2 separate regions of the Sus scrofa genome follow, and region 2 is linked to region 1. Evidence: chromatin contacts called from public HiChIP or PLAC-seq data. All regions are on one chromosome and are shown on one strand. The core of a region is the stretch at or near the end of the contact, and the rest is flanking DNA. Distances in the headings are between cores, read along the strand shown. Region 1 holds the start of RPF2 (ribosome production factor 2 homolog). Region 2 holds the start of MFSD4B (sodium-dependent glucose transporter 1).

Region 1 (7,380 bases), core at 2,135-4,634:
CAGCCAGAGTGGAAACCCACATAATTGATGAGGCATGAATAGAGTTTTCAGAAGGGTTTGCCTCAATAGTGGAGCAAAATTAGCTTAACTGAGGATCTCGCCCCCACCTAACCAAGGTTAAAAGCAAGAACTGAAAGGATTTAACTGTTTTTAAAGTCAATTGTATCCCAGAACAACATAAGAACATTTTTAATATATCTAGCACCCAACAGGGTAAAATTCAATGTCTGGCATGCAGTAAAATACAGCTGATCCTTGAACTGTAGGGTTTGAACTGTGCAGGTCCACATGTACGGACTTTTTTCAGTTAATATGTACTATGCTGTTTCTGATGGGTTGAATCTTCAGATGCAGAACCACAGATACAGAGGGCCAACTGTAAAATTATATGCGGATTTGGAGGGGTTGTCACCCTAACCTTCTTTTCAAGAATCCACTGTGTTATCACAGAGACTTGTGGTTTCTGGTCTGGCACTAAGAAGCTAGAAGTAGCTGCTCCATCCTAACAAGCAAAAAGGTGAACTGAAAAATCAACATCTCTTCTTGGACCTATCAGAGAAGTGAGGTCACAGGGCAAATCTCTGCCTCCAAAATCGGAGAGACGGGTGAATACAGAGCATTACAAAAACCCCATAAGCACAAACCTCTCTGAGAACCAGTGCTGGGCTAGGAAAATCTGAACTGTAATCAATGAATTGCTGGAGGTTCAAGGGGGACAACACTGAGAGTTAAAAACTCCGGGAGAACATAGCCATTGGGGATCCTCGTTCACACTCATGAATTTTACCTCCAACTAGGTTCTCACAGTGAATGATGCAGAAAAATTTCCTTGTGTTTCCAGAAAGGAACCATTTTGAAATATGCTAGAGTTATGCCAGAGCATTCTGGGTTTTTTTTTGGGGGGGGTGATTATGGCATGTAGAATTTCCCCAGGCCAGGGTTGAACCTGAGCCACAGCAGTGAAAAAACCACATCCTTAACCGCTAGGCTACCAAAGAATTCCCAGAGCACTCTGTTTTTAACAAGGTCTGCCCTCAAGAAAAACTAACCAGAGCCTAACCTCAAAATCCTTTGTCATCAGGGAAATGCAAATGAAAACTACCAGTTACTACTTCACACCTGCTCCAATGGCTTAATGAAAAAACAAGAGCAAATTTTGGAGAGGAATGGAGAAGTTGGAAGCTGTGGTTGATAGAATAATGCTACCTCCCAAAAGATGCCTGTGTTCTAAACTCAGGGATCTGTGAGTACCTTGGCCAGAGGGAATTTGTTAAATGATTAAGGATCTTGAGATAGGTGGTATTATTGTGAATTAACCAGGTGAGCCACATGTAATCCCAAGGGTTTTATATGATGGAGTAAAAGGTCTTAGAGTCAGAGAAAAAGTTCAAATGATGCTTTTTGAAGATGGAGGAATACCAAGGAATGCAAACAGCATCTCCAAGTTGGAAGGTAAAGAAACAGATTCTCCCTGGAATTTCTGGAGAGAATGTAGCTCTACTGATATCTTAATTTTATATTTGAAAAACTAATTTCAGGCTTCTGGCTTCTAGAATGCTAACATAATACATGTGTTATCTTACACCAGTAAACTTGTGATAATTTGTTACAGTAGCAAGAGAAAAACCAATTCCATGGAGTTCCCGTCGTGGCGCAGTGGTTAATGAATCCGACTAGGAACCATGAGGTTGCGGGTTTGGTCCCTGCCCTTGTTCAGTGGGTTAACGATCTGGCGTTGCCGTGAGCTGTGGTGTAGGTTGCAGATGCGGCTCGGATCCTGCGTTGCTGTGGCTCTGGCTCCTAGCCTGAGAACCTCCATATGCCGCAGGAGCGGCCCAAGAAATAGCAAAAAGACAAAAAAAAAAAAAAAAAAAAAAAAAAAAACAATTCCAAACCCTGTTACATTGCTAATGGAACTGTAAAATGATGCAGGCAGAAAATAGTTTGGCAGTTCCTCAAAATGTCACCCATAATGGGGCTTACCATATGCAGTTCTACTTCTATAGAATTGGAGAAAATCTAAACAAAAACCCTGTACATGGATATTGAAAGCAGCATAATCCATAATAAAAAGGTGGAAACATTTTTGAATGGATAAACATTACGTATCTATAGAATTGACAATTATTTTGTCCTACATAAAGAATGCACTGAGGAGTTCCTGCTGTGGTTCAGTGGATTAAGAATTAACTGCACCTGCAGCATAAGTTGCAGCTGTGGCTTGGATTTGATTCCTGGCCTGAGAAATTCCATATGCCACAGGTGCAGCCAAAAAAAAAAGTGTACTGAGAATTAAGTACTGATACATGCATCAACACATATGACCCTGTATGAAAACATGTGAACATATATGAACACAGTAAGTGAAATAAGCCAGACACAAAAGGACACATATTGTATAAATTCATTTATATGCTGTGTTCTCAATAGGTACATCTACCCAGACATAGCTCAGGGGAGGTAAGAGCGGAAAGTGGGAGAATTCCCTGGTGGCCCAGTGGGCTAAGTCACTGCTATGGATCAGGTGGATGCTTTTGGGTCACTTCACTTGCCCCAGGATGTGGGGGGGGGGGTTCCCTGGTCCCTAAACTTTTACATTCTGTAGAAGGGGCAAAAAAAAAAAAAAGAGTGGAAATGGCTGAGTGCTACTAGGTTAGGAGATAGGTGATATAAAATGTTCTGTAATTAGATAGTGGTGATGGATGTACATCTTTGTAAATACACTAAAGACACTAAATTGTACACTTTACAGGGATAACTTATAGTAAGTGAAGTATACAGCAATTTGCAATTTTGGGGAAAAATAACGATTAAGAGCTGTTATATTATGGACACCTCTTACGTGCCAGGCACTGTTATAAACTCTGCTTTACTGGTATTGCATTTATGTCAGTAGTGCACATTTTAGGAATTCCCATCTTGGCTCAGTGGTTGACCTACCAGACTAGTAACTATGAGGTTGCGGGTTGGATACCTGGCTTGGCTCAGAGTTTAAGGAGCAGGGGTGGTAGTGAGCTGTGGTGTAGGTCGCAGACGAGGCTTGGATCCTCCGTTTCTGTGGCTGTGGTATAGGCTGGCGGCTGCAGCTCCGATTTGAACCCTAGCCTGGGAACCTCCATATGCCACAGGTGCGGCCCTAAAAAGCAAAATAAAAAAAAAAAAAAAAAGAAAAAGCGCATTTCACTGATAACTTTAGTATAATGTATCTATTGACATCAACCTTTCTAGCATCCCGAGGGGATTCCCAGATCACTAACACCTGGTCCTTGAATAGATGAGTCCGCTATACATACAGGTGTGTTCATCAAGCTCCTAGAGGTACTTCCAGAAAAAAACCCAGGCAGGAACCTGTAACCAAGGTAACAGAGCGCGATTTCATCAAAAACGGCCGCTAGTGTCTCTAGGCTTCCGTGGCGGGGCGGCCCCAGGAAGTGACGTAGCGCACAAGTTCCGGTTCCGCGGATCCGCCAGTTCCGCCCTTGCCAAAGCCCGGCATTGTAGTGAGCGGTACACGTGCATTCATCTGTTTCTTGTTGCGGTAGCGATGGACGCTTTGGATCGAGTTGTGTAAGTGCGTTAGGCCCCTTCCCTGGGTAACGTTGGGCAGGGGGTTCCTGTAGCAGAACGGAGTGGTAGAGCCTCTGTCTCCAGCTCTTCCTGGCCGCACACTTGCCTTAGAACCGTTCCGGTCCGGGCGGATCTATGCATTAGCCTGGCGCTCCCTCTGTGGATGCTGCAGGGAGACGAAGAGCCGGAAAGTCCACGAGTGGGAGCCGCTGGGTGGAGGTGGTACGGGGGCATTGGACGCTTGTGTGGTAGCCAATTGGAAATGTCTTGGCTTCCACAGAAGTGTGAGGAAAGTGGTAGAGGGAGGGGTTCCGAACACAGGCCGCAGAATCTGACAGATTTAGGCGACAGTCCAGGCGTGTCCACCGTAAAGCTTTGTGTCTGGTCCTTTTAATCTCCCTAAGTCTCAGTTGCTCTATAAAATAGTGTTCATAATAGTCGTACTTCAGGAAACTGAGGATTATTTGCAAGAATGTATACAAAGCCTTTGCTTCAGCAAGTAGACATTCTCATTAGCTTTTTCTTTTTTTTCCGTTTAGCCCCGCATCGGGGCCCTGTATCGAACCCGAGCTACAGCAGTGACAACAGCGGAGTCTTTAACCACTAGGCCACCAAGGAACTTCCATCATTAGCTTTTTCTCTTTCTCCCAAACTTGTACAGTTCTTAGTTATTCTTGAATGTCTATTTTAAATTCCTTCAGGAAATAGTAATCCATCTCTCAAATAGTTCTGCTGTTACTTGCCATGCTTTTCTTGCGTGTAACCTGGGTTAACATGTAATCAGGGGGTTCCCATCCTGGCTCAGCGGTAACCAACCAGACTGTTACCCATAAGAATGTGGTTTCCATCCCTGGCCTCGCTCAGTGGGTTAAGGATCCGGCCTTGAGGTGAGCTGCGGCTTAGGTATGTCGCCGACGCAGCTCGGATCCTGCGTGGCTGTGGCATGGGCTAGCACCTGCAGCTCCAGTTTGACCCCTAGCCTGGGAACTTCATATGCCGCAGGTGCGGCCCTAAAAATCGAAAACAGACCAACATGTAATCAAAAGGACAAATTTTTCTTTTGGTCATTAATTCAGAGATTTTTGTGTATCTGCTGTATATTCCTCCAGGTATGAGGGCTACACAGATGAATAAGACTAGATTACTGTCTCATTGGGGGACAAACAGTAGTAAAATGTACAGAGTGTTATTTACCTTACTTACTGGTGAGAAGTAAATCACATGGAATACAGAGCTTATAGCACTTTTATTGCCATGTAGACGCATAAATCTCTCTTGATTTGACGGAAAAATATGTATCTTTATCAACTAGTAAATGATTAGAAACTGTATGTCCTTGACATTTTATCTGGAGGAGAATTTTTAAACTCTGCATGGTAAGGTAAGTGTGTGTATATATTTTTTTTTTGGAGAAAATGGAGTTGTTTCCCCTTAATGGTTTTTTTTTTTTTTTTTTTTTTAAGCTGGTTCCCTTCATGTTTTGCATAGTGATTGCTCTCAATGGGTTTTTTATTTATTTATTTTTTGTCTTTTCTAGGGCCGTCCCAGGCTAGGGGTCCAATCTGAGCTGTAGCTGTCGGCCTACGCTAGAGCTATAGCAAGGTGGGATCCAAGCTGCGTCTGCCACCTACACCACAGCCCATGGCAACGCCAGATCCTTAACCCACTGAGCAAGGCCAGCGATTGAACCAGCAACCTCATGGTTACTAGTCAGGTTTGTTAACCACTGAGCCACAACGGGAACTCCTTGATGGGTTTTTTTTAATGTAGCTCCTTTTGTAGATTGGCCTTCTTTCAAAGCTCTGTGACTGGGCACGTTACCTCTTGAGCCTCAGTTGCTTCACCTGTAAAAGATTAAGCCTAAATAGACTGACTCTATAAAAGTGTCAATCATTATTTTTCCCATTTGAGGACAATAATGTTTGACTTGCTTAGGCGTGATGTTGGAGTGGGACAGTGGCAGGTGTTGTGGTTTAAACCTGGAGGAACAATAAGCAGTAAGTTGCCTCCTTATGTTTAGTAGCTGCTTACTGGTTGATTAGCAGTTGGTGTGCAGTTCTTTGTATTAGGGTGAAGAGTACTTTTTGTTGTTGTTTTTTTTGTTTTGTTTTGTTTTGCTGTGCCTGCGTCATGTGAAAGTTCCTGTGCCAGGGATCAAACCTGGAGCCACAGCAGCAACCCAAGCTGGTGCAGTGGCAATGCCGGATCCTTAACCCTATGCACCAGAGGGAATTCCTGTAGAGTACTGTTTTGACTGCTTTAAGATTAAAGAAAAAATAATGGAGTAAAAGTAGCAATAGTGGGGGTTCGCTAGTGGTTAGGCCTTAGTGCTTTCGCTGCTGGGGCCAGGGTTCAATCCCTGGTCTGGGAACAGAGATTCCACATTAAACTGCTGCTGTGCCCCCACCCACCCCACCCTGACCACCAAAAAAAAGGATTTAAGTGAGTATTACTGCTTTGCAGTTTTTTTTTGGCTGTGGCATGCAATGGCTTGATGTGAGATCTCAGCTGCCAGACCAGGGATTGAACCTGGGCCCCAGCAGAACTCCTCCTCTTTCTTTCTTTCTTTCTTTTTTTTTTTTTTTTTTTTTACTTTTTTGCTTTTTAGGGCTGTACCTGAGGCATATGGAAGTTACCAGGCTAGGGGTTGAATTGGAGCTGTAGCTGTCAGCCTACAGCTCGGCCACAGCAACTGGGGGCAGGGGGGTGGTGTCTGAGGTGAGTCTTCGACCCACATCCATGGCTCACAGCCAGATCCTTAACCCACTGAGTGAGGGCAGGGATCGAACCCATGTCCTTATGGGTACTAGTTGGATTTGTTACCTCTGTGCCACCATGTGGACTCCCCTTTTAAAAAAAAATTTTTTTTAAAAGGTTTAGAGGGAGTTCCTGTCGTGGCGCAGTGGTTAATGAATCCGACTAGGAACCATGAGGTTGCGGGTTCGGTCCCTGCCCTTGCTCAGTGGGTTAAGGATCCGGCGTTGCCGTGAGCTGTGGTGTAGGTTGCAGACGCGGCTCGGATCGGCTCGGATCCTGCGTTGCTGTTGCTCTGGCGTAGGCCGGTGGCTACAGCTCCGATTCAACCCCTAGCCTGGGAACCTCCATATGCCGCGGGAGCGGCCCAAGAAATAGCAAGAAGACAAAAAAAAAAAAAAAAAGGAAGTCTTTTTTTTGTTGTTGTTGTTCTTTTTTAAAAGACCAAAAGATAATAAAATTGACACCTATATAACAGTTAATATCTGAGTATCTTTCACTAATGTCTCCTTAAAAAGTGAGATTTTGTTGAGTGGTGGAATCCTAACTGATACATGTTATGTAATATCTTTGTTGATTTGTGTGTGTGTGTGTTTTAGGGCCCCACAAGCAGCATATGGAGGTTCCCAGGCTAGGGGTTCAGTTGGAGCTGTTGCTGCTGGCCTATACCACAGCCACAGCAACATGGGGTCCCTAACCCACTGAGTGAGGGCAGGGATCAAACCCAAATCCTCATGGATAGTAGTTGGGTTTGTTACCTTTGAGCCACAACAGGAACTCACGTTCTTTGCTGATTTTTTTTTTTTTTTTTTTAGGATTTGCACATAAGTCAACATTTTGTAATATGAGGGAAGTGTTTTAAGTTGTCATGAATTGTGATTTTCTTTACAGAAAGCCCCAAACAAAAAGAGCCAAGAGATTCCTGGAGAAGAGAGAACCAAAACTCAGTGAAAATATTAAAAATGCTATGCTGATAAAAGGAGGAAATGCAAATTCAACAGTGACACAAGTTCTTAGAGATGTGGTATGTATGTATACTTATTCTTTAAATGGTGTTGA
Region 2 (7,380 bases), core at 2,776-5,275, 240 kb after region 1:
TTTTCAAAAGAAACTATGAAAAAGAAACAAGTGGAAAATTTGAACTGAAATGTACAATATCTGAAATAAACAAATTCATGCAGCACTATTTACAACAGCCAAAATATGGAAAAAACCTAAATGTCCATCCACAGAGGAGTGGATCAAGAAGATGTGGTACATATACACAATGGAATATTACCCAGCCATTAAAAAGAATGAAATACCGGCATTTTTTGCAACATGGATGGACCTAGAAACTATCATGCTAAGTGAAGTCAGCCATACAATGAGACACCAACATCAAATGCTTTCACTGACATGTGGAATCTGAAAAAAAGGACAGACTGAACTTCTCTGCAGAACAGATGCTGACTCACAGACATTGAAAAACTTATGGTCTCTGGAGGAGACAGTTTGGGTGGTGGGGGTATGTGCTTGGGCTGTGGGATGGAAATCCTGTGAAATCAGATTGTTATGATCATTATACAACTACATATGTGATAAATCCATTTGAGTAATAAAAAAATAAAAATTAAACAAAACAAAACAAAAAACAAATTCAGTGGCTGGGTGCAATAGCAGAATGGGGAGATGAGGAAAGAAAGAGATAGTGCACTTGAAGACAAATAAATCAACACAAAGATGAGAAGGGGAAAAACATTAGAAAAAATATATAACATGAGCATCAAGGACTTTTGCAATGATATCAAAAGGTCTAACATACAAGTCATTAGAGTCCCAGAAAGAGATTGAGGCAGAAAAACCATTTGAAAAAGTAGTGTGTGAAAACCTCCCAGGTTTCGTAAAAGACATAGTTACAGATTCCAGAAGCTTGATGAACACCAACAATTAAATTCAAAGAAAACCATGCCTAGAAAGAGAAACATGAAACTCAAACCGCTGAAAACCAAAGATGAAGAAAAAAAAAAATTTTTTTTTTTGGTCTTTTTTGCCATTTCTTGGGCCACTCCCTCGGCCTATGGAGGTTCCCAGGCTAGGGGTCCAATCGGAGCCACCGGCCTTCACCACAGCCACAGCAATGCCATATCCGAGCTGCATCTGCAACCTACACCATAGCTCACGGCAACGCCAGATGCTTAACCCACTGAGCAAGGCCGGAGATCGAACCCGCAACCTATGGTTGCTAGTCAGATTCATTAACCACTGAGCCACGATGAGAACCCCAAGAAAAAGTTTTTGAAAGTAGCTAGAGGGAAATGAACCACCACACCAAGCCCATATCCAGTGAAAATATTTTCAGGTGAGAAGGTGAAATTACATCATTCTCAGATGAAGGAAAACCTAGAAAGCTTCTGCCGGCAGATCTGCCCTAAAGAGATGTTGAAAGTAGTTCTTTAGGATGAAGGAAACAGATACCAGAGAGAAACATGGATGGTCAGGAACAAAGGAAGAACAACAAAAGAATAGGTGAATATAAAAGTTTTTTTTCCTCCTAAATTCTTTTTTTTTTTTCTTCTTTTTCTTTTTAGGGCCGTGCCTGTGGCATATGGAGGTTCCCAGGCTAGGGGTCCAATCAGATCTGTAGCTGCCAGCCTACACCACAGGCACAGCAATGCCAGATCCCAGCTGTGTCTGCGACCTACACCACAGCTCACAGCAACACTGGATCCTTAACCCACTGAGCAAGGCCAGGGATTGAACCCGGATCCTCATGGATACTTGTCTGATTCATTAACCACTGAGCCGCGATGGAAACTCTGAAATATGTAGGATTACTGAAAAGATAGACAGGAATAAGGCATGTACTATTAGGGGAGACTAGGCTACTGTAACAAAAATTCACTGATTTAAAAAACAAAGAGATTTTTCTCTCATGTAATAGTCACAGAGGAGACCAGGTTGACAGGGGCATAGCTCTGTTTCTTTTATCATTCAGGGACCCAGGCTCCTTCCATTTTATGGGTCTTCAGTGCCCTGAGGCTTTGTCATCATCTCTAAGGTTGAAACTCTGTCCAACCACGCGCAGGATCCAGGTGAGGAAGAAAAAAGATGGCATGGAGGAAAAACAGACATCAATTGTCTTAAGGCCCCTGGCTTTTCTGCCCACCTTCTATTGGCATCTCTAAATTGCACACTCAGCTGGGAGATGCAGTGAAGCTGGGCAGCCATGTCCTGGTTAGAACTTTATTAAGAAAAAAGGGCAAACAGATTCCGAAGAATAGCTAGCAGCCTCTGTCACAGCAGTGGAAGAGAAAGGAGGCATTTTAGGCAGAAGGGACAGTATGATCAAAGGTAAGGAAGTGAGGAACAACCTGTGATGTGTTAAGAACCAATAGTGATTTTGATGTTGTTAGAATGTAAAGAATGAGATGGAGACAGGAAGAGGTGAAGCTAGAGAGATGGGTGGGGTGGATAAAGTTGGATTTTATTCTTTAGGAGGAGTTGAAGCCTTTTATGTAGCAGATTTTCATTTCAGTTATATACTTAAAGGAGAAAGATGAATTTGGAGAACAGAAGACTAGAGGGAAAAAACAAGTTGGGGCAACAGTGTTGGTGAGATGACCAAGTTTTAATAGCAGTCTGTGATGATAGGTGTAGAGGCCTGAATTTAGAAACAGCTGTAGAAGTAAAATAGGCAGGACTTGGTGATAAACTGAAGAGAGAGAAAGAAGGAGGCATCAAGTTAGGATCTCAGATTCCTCACATAAATGTGTGGGTGGATGGTGGTACCAGCATGCAATGTCACAGAGTAGGAACAGATTTATTGAGGAAAATGACAAGCTCAGTTTTAGGTCATAAAGATAAAATACTGTGAAGCTTGATACTCCTACAACATATTTTTGGTTTTATTAAATTCGTATGCCAGTAAGAGTGTGTTGCTCAAGTTCAAACTCCTTAGTATGGCATATAAAGCCCTAAATAATTTGAACCTAATCTGCTTCTCCCATATCACCTTCTATTCTCTTTACTATACATATATACCTTTTGTCTCCACTACATTAAATTTTTCTCAAAGAGATAGTCAGTCCCTGACTCTGAAACACTAAGACAGGTTCTCTTAAATCATACTATCTGTGCTTTCTGAGGTAAATTGGGAAGGGCTTAATGCCCAAATGGATGGGGCTGGAGAAATGGGTTGCAAGGGAAATGATGATGAGACACAGGTGTGTATAATCTGGGAGCCTAAGTGGATGAAAGGCTGAGTAATCAGGTGGAAAAGAACATTTTAGATAGATGATAAAGAAAAATATTTACGAATTGTGAGGCTGTGGTCTATTTGGTCAAAGAGCAAAACGCTGGGGTAGAATACCTAAGACAAAGCTGTAGCTTCTCCGCTGGCATAACCTTATTCAGGGATTCTGCAAATTGAAGCTCTGCCCCTACTTCCTTACAACAATGGAAATATTTGTAGGGACTGGGGCGAGAGTGTGCTTGTGACTGCAACTTGGGTTCCAAATTTCTATCCTGAGCTACTGTTAACACTGTTTATGCACAACCACAGATTCGCTGATTGACCTTGGGCAAATTGCTACTTTCTATGACTCAAGTGTCCTATCTGTAAAATCAGGATAACATGTATTTTAGAGTGAGGATCAACTGAGATAATACAAGTGAAAGCTTACATACGTGGTTCAACAAATGTTGAGGGGTGACAGATGAACGACAAATCAATAAACGACAAATCTCAAAGGAACTGGGGCAGCAATTTTAGAAAGTCGTACAAGGGACAGACCTGGGATTCCCTCTACTCCCAGGAGACCCCGGAGAGCCGGCGCGAAGACATAACTAGCATTTCTTGGCCCCTATTTCCTCCTAACGGCTTGGCTGCATCGTACCTCCTGATTCTTCTGGTCCCAGGCTGCAGCTGTAGCTCGCTCCGCCTCGGGGCGCCCGCCTGCAGGGCCTCTGCGGGCTCAGCCAAGAGAGACGCTGAACCCTGAGCGCTGTGTCCGGTCTCCAGGGCAACCCTATCAACTTCCGGTTTGCTGTGAGGCCGCGGCTGGCAAGAGGCCACATTTCCGCCACGTGACCCGCGCAAGCGTCCTGCGCAAGAGAGAGCGTGAGTCCGCAGCCTGTGACACCTAGCGCGTTCCGAAACTGGACGCCAGGGCCCTAACTGGGGCCGCCCCCGGGGAGGTGGCGCCAGCCCGGACCGCTGGGTCTGGAGGCGCCGGATTGGGACAGGGCTCGGAGTTCCCGAGGCTCCGCTGAGAAGCCGGGCGGCAGCAAGATCGCTGCTCACGAACAGCCACACTGGAGCTGGAACTGGAACCCCATGGGGCCGGGGCCCCGGCTGCCGGGCAGCGGCTCCTCCAAGCCGAGGCCGCGGCGGAGAATGAGCAAGAGGCGGTGGTGGGCTCCCGGCGGAGCGACCGGGCCGGGAGCATGCTGCGCTGGTTCATCACCGTCCTCTTGTGTGCTGCCTTCCTGGGGCTGGTGAGAGCGGGGGCTGGAACCTTCCCGGGCTGAGGCGTGAGCAGGTGTCCTGCAGAGAACGCGACCTTCCGAGCCGGTGTCTTGGCCGCTTGCAGACTGTTTGACCTTGGGTGTATTAATCTACCCGAGCCTCAGTTTTGTAATCTGAAAAATGGGCACAGAATTATAGAGGTTTATTGTCAAGTGTGAAATCGATTTTCGTAATATATTTTCCAACTCCAGCAAACCTTTCTACCTCTCCTCCGTGGGATTAGGGGCAATGCAAAAGGGGTTGCTGGTCTATATTCGCTGCCCTCAACCCTCCCGCACCAAACCAACCCCCAAATTATTTCACAAAGTTGCTTTTCCTTTTGCCTCCATCTCGGCTGACCAAATTCAACCCTCATTTTTGCAGCCTGGGGAAACAGGCCCGGGAAAGTGACTTTTTCGGACCATACGGCTGGTTAAGTGGTTGAGCCAGGAATGCCGTCTCTTATCCTGCCTACAATTTTTACCTAAAACAAATTTGCAGATCCTTCAGTGTTTTTCTTAGAACGAATTGCAAGACTAGAAGCGTCTTTTGCCAAACCCCTTGGCCACCCCGCGATTACCTTTTTTACCCCCTAGAAACCTCCCTTGGTCATCTGTCCTAAATATTGGTATCCTGGGTAGTTGGGAGGGTGAGTCCTCTGAGCAGCATCTCTCCTGGTCACATAGTACCTTTTTCTAAGCCACACTTGATTCTTAGAGTGTTTGTATTTGAAGAAAAGTCATTGCAGACGCTGTGCCAGGTCCTGTTAACTGCTTTACAGGCGGGTACTAATTTGAGTAGAGCTGGACTCAGCCTTCACTCCCTGCCAGCCTTTAGTTGAGGACTGCGCCCGCTGTGGGGGGGGGGGGGGGGGGGGAAATACAGCAAAGCGTGCAACTAGAATCACTTAGTCTTGAAATGTAGGCCAATTGGAAACATTTTCTGTGTGTGCGTGCATGCAACGAATTTCCTATAAAAGCCAGATGTAACCCCTAATTCTGATATTCGGAGTTCTCGTCGTGACACAGGGGAAATGAATCCGACTAGGAACCATAAGGTTTCGGGTTCGATCCCTGGCCTTGATCAGGGGTTTAAGGATCCGGCTTTGCCGTGAGCTGTGGTGTAGATTGCAGACACGGCTCAGATCCTGCGTTGCTGTGGCTGTGGTGTAGGCCAATGGCTACAGCTCTGATTAGACCCCTAGCCTGGGAACCTCCATATGCCGCAGGTGCGGCCCTTAAAAATAAAAGAAAAAAAGGCTAATATCACATCGACTGAGTAAAATGCTTAACGTCATTGCATACAGGTGTAATACTCTTTTAAAAAGCCTTATAGACTACACCTGAGGCCTGGTTAGTCTTTGAAGAAAAGTGTAGATTTAGAACCAAATTGTTTCTCTGGTGTTTTGTATGTGTAATTCAGAGGAAAGACCCCATGTACATCCAGAAATGTTGCTGTTTTAAGGTCATCAAAAAATAGGGGTCATCTTTTGATGGTTTGGTAGCTTAAATTTTTAACATCAAAATTTTTGTGTTATGCATGCATGCAATATATTTCAGACTATACAAAACTATTTCAAAAAAATGTTAATGCTACATTTTACTAAATACAAAATACTGTAGTCTTTTACAGTATTGTTCGAAAAGGAAACGGCATTGGACCATAAAGTCAAAAGAATTAAAGAATTTTTTAAAAATTTAGAACTAGAAAAACAATAGGATTTGGCACACCAGAAATAGGATCTACAGCTTTAGTAGTACTACTGTTGTCACGGTGAAAGCATGGTGAATTTATCCCGATTGTGGAACTTAATCTCCTTCATTACATTGAAATCCCCTCCTTCCTTTTTCTTTTCTTTTTTTGCTATTTTAGGGCCACACCTGCACAGCATATGGAGGTTCCCAGGCTCGGGGTAGAATTGGAGCTGTAGCTGCTGGCTTACACCACAGCAACGTGGAATCCGAGGTGCATCTTCGACCTACACCACAGCTCATGGCAACATTGGATCCTTAACTGATTGAGGCCAGGGATGGAACCTGAATCCTCATGGATCCCAATTGGGTTCCTTAACCACTTAACCATGAAAGGAACTCCTCTCTCCTTCTTCTTCTTCTTCTTTTTAATGGCCTCATCTGTGGTATATGGAAGTAGTTCTGGTGCCAGGGATTGAATCAGAGCCACAGTTGTGGCAATACTGGATCCATAACCCACTGCTCCACAGTGGGAACTCCCCTTCTCCTTCCTACTTAATATTGAAAAAAGCTACTCTGTAGATAGACATCTTTTTATTTTTATTTATTTATTTATTTATTTTTGCCTTTTCTAGGGCCGCATCTGCAGCACATGGAGATTCCCAGGCTAGGGGTCTAATCGGAGCTGTAGCTGCTGGCCTACGCCAGAGCCATAGCAACGCAGGATCCGAGCCGTGTCTGCAACCTACACCACACCTGACAGCAATGCCGGATCGTTAACCCACTGTGCAAGGGCAGGAATCAAACGCGCAACCTCATGGTTCTTAGTCGGATTCGTTAACCACTGAGCCACAAAGGGAACTCCGGACATCTTTTTAATGATGGTAAATAAAAGCCTCTGTCTTTTTAAATTTTAGGGAATCAGTATTGCCATACTGGGACCCACGTTTCAAGATTTGGCAACAAATGTGAACCGCAATATCAGCAGCCTTTCTCTAATTTTTGTGGGCCGTGCGTTTGGATACTTGGGTGGCTCTGTGGTTGGTGGAGTTCTTTTTGACAGTATCAATCATTTTCTTCTTTTGGGTAAGTAAACATCAATTTTAGCTTCTTTGTGACTTTCAAGGAATTTGCAGTTTGGGGTTTTTTTTGGGGGGTGGGGGAGTGTTTTTTTGGCCACCGCATGCAGGAGTTCCTGGGCCGGGAATAGAACCTATGCCACAGCAGTGATAGTACTGGATCCCTAACCTGCTGAGCCACCACGGAACACCTACAGTCTGTTTTTAAGTTTGAAACAGG

What was found. HiChIP or PLAC-seq counts read pairs in DNA pulled down with a chosen protein or histone mark.
Region 2: an H3K27ac HiChIP or PLAC-seq map of alveolar macrophages shows a contact between it and region 1. The contact joins the promoter of MFSD4B here to the promoter of RPF2 in region 1. A contact is called at or near these places in 1 of 47 Hi-C or Micro-C datasets (embryonic fibroblasts) and 2 of 2 datasets of contacts at active chromatin or transcription factors (alveolar macrophages and skeletal muscle).

Annotation. Positions count from the first base shown.
Region 1 is chr1:76,913,730-76,921,109 of Sscrofa11.1, forward strand. RPF2 (ribosome production factor 2 homolog) reads left to right here and starts at 3,385. Exons shown (of 9, transcript XM_021091234.1): 1 at 3,385-3,567; 2 at 7,213-7,345. The coding sequence starts at 7,341.
Region 2 is chr1:77,155,326-77,162,705 of Sscrofa11.1, forward strand. MFSD4B (sodium-dependent glucose transporter 1) reads left to right here and starts at 4,026. Exons shown (of 5, transcript XM_003121369.4): 1 at 4,026-4,380; 2 at 6,999-7,167. The coding sequence starts at 4,330.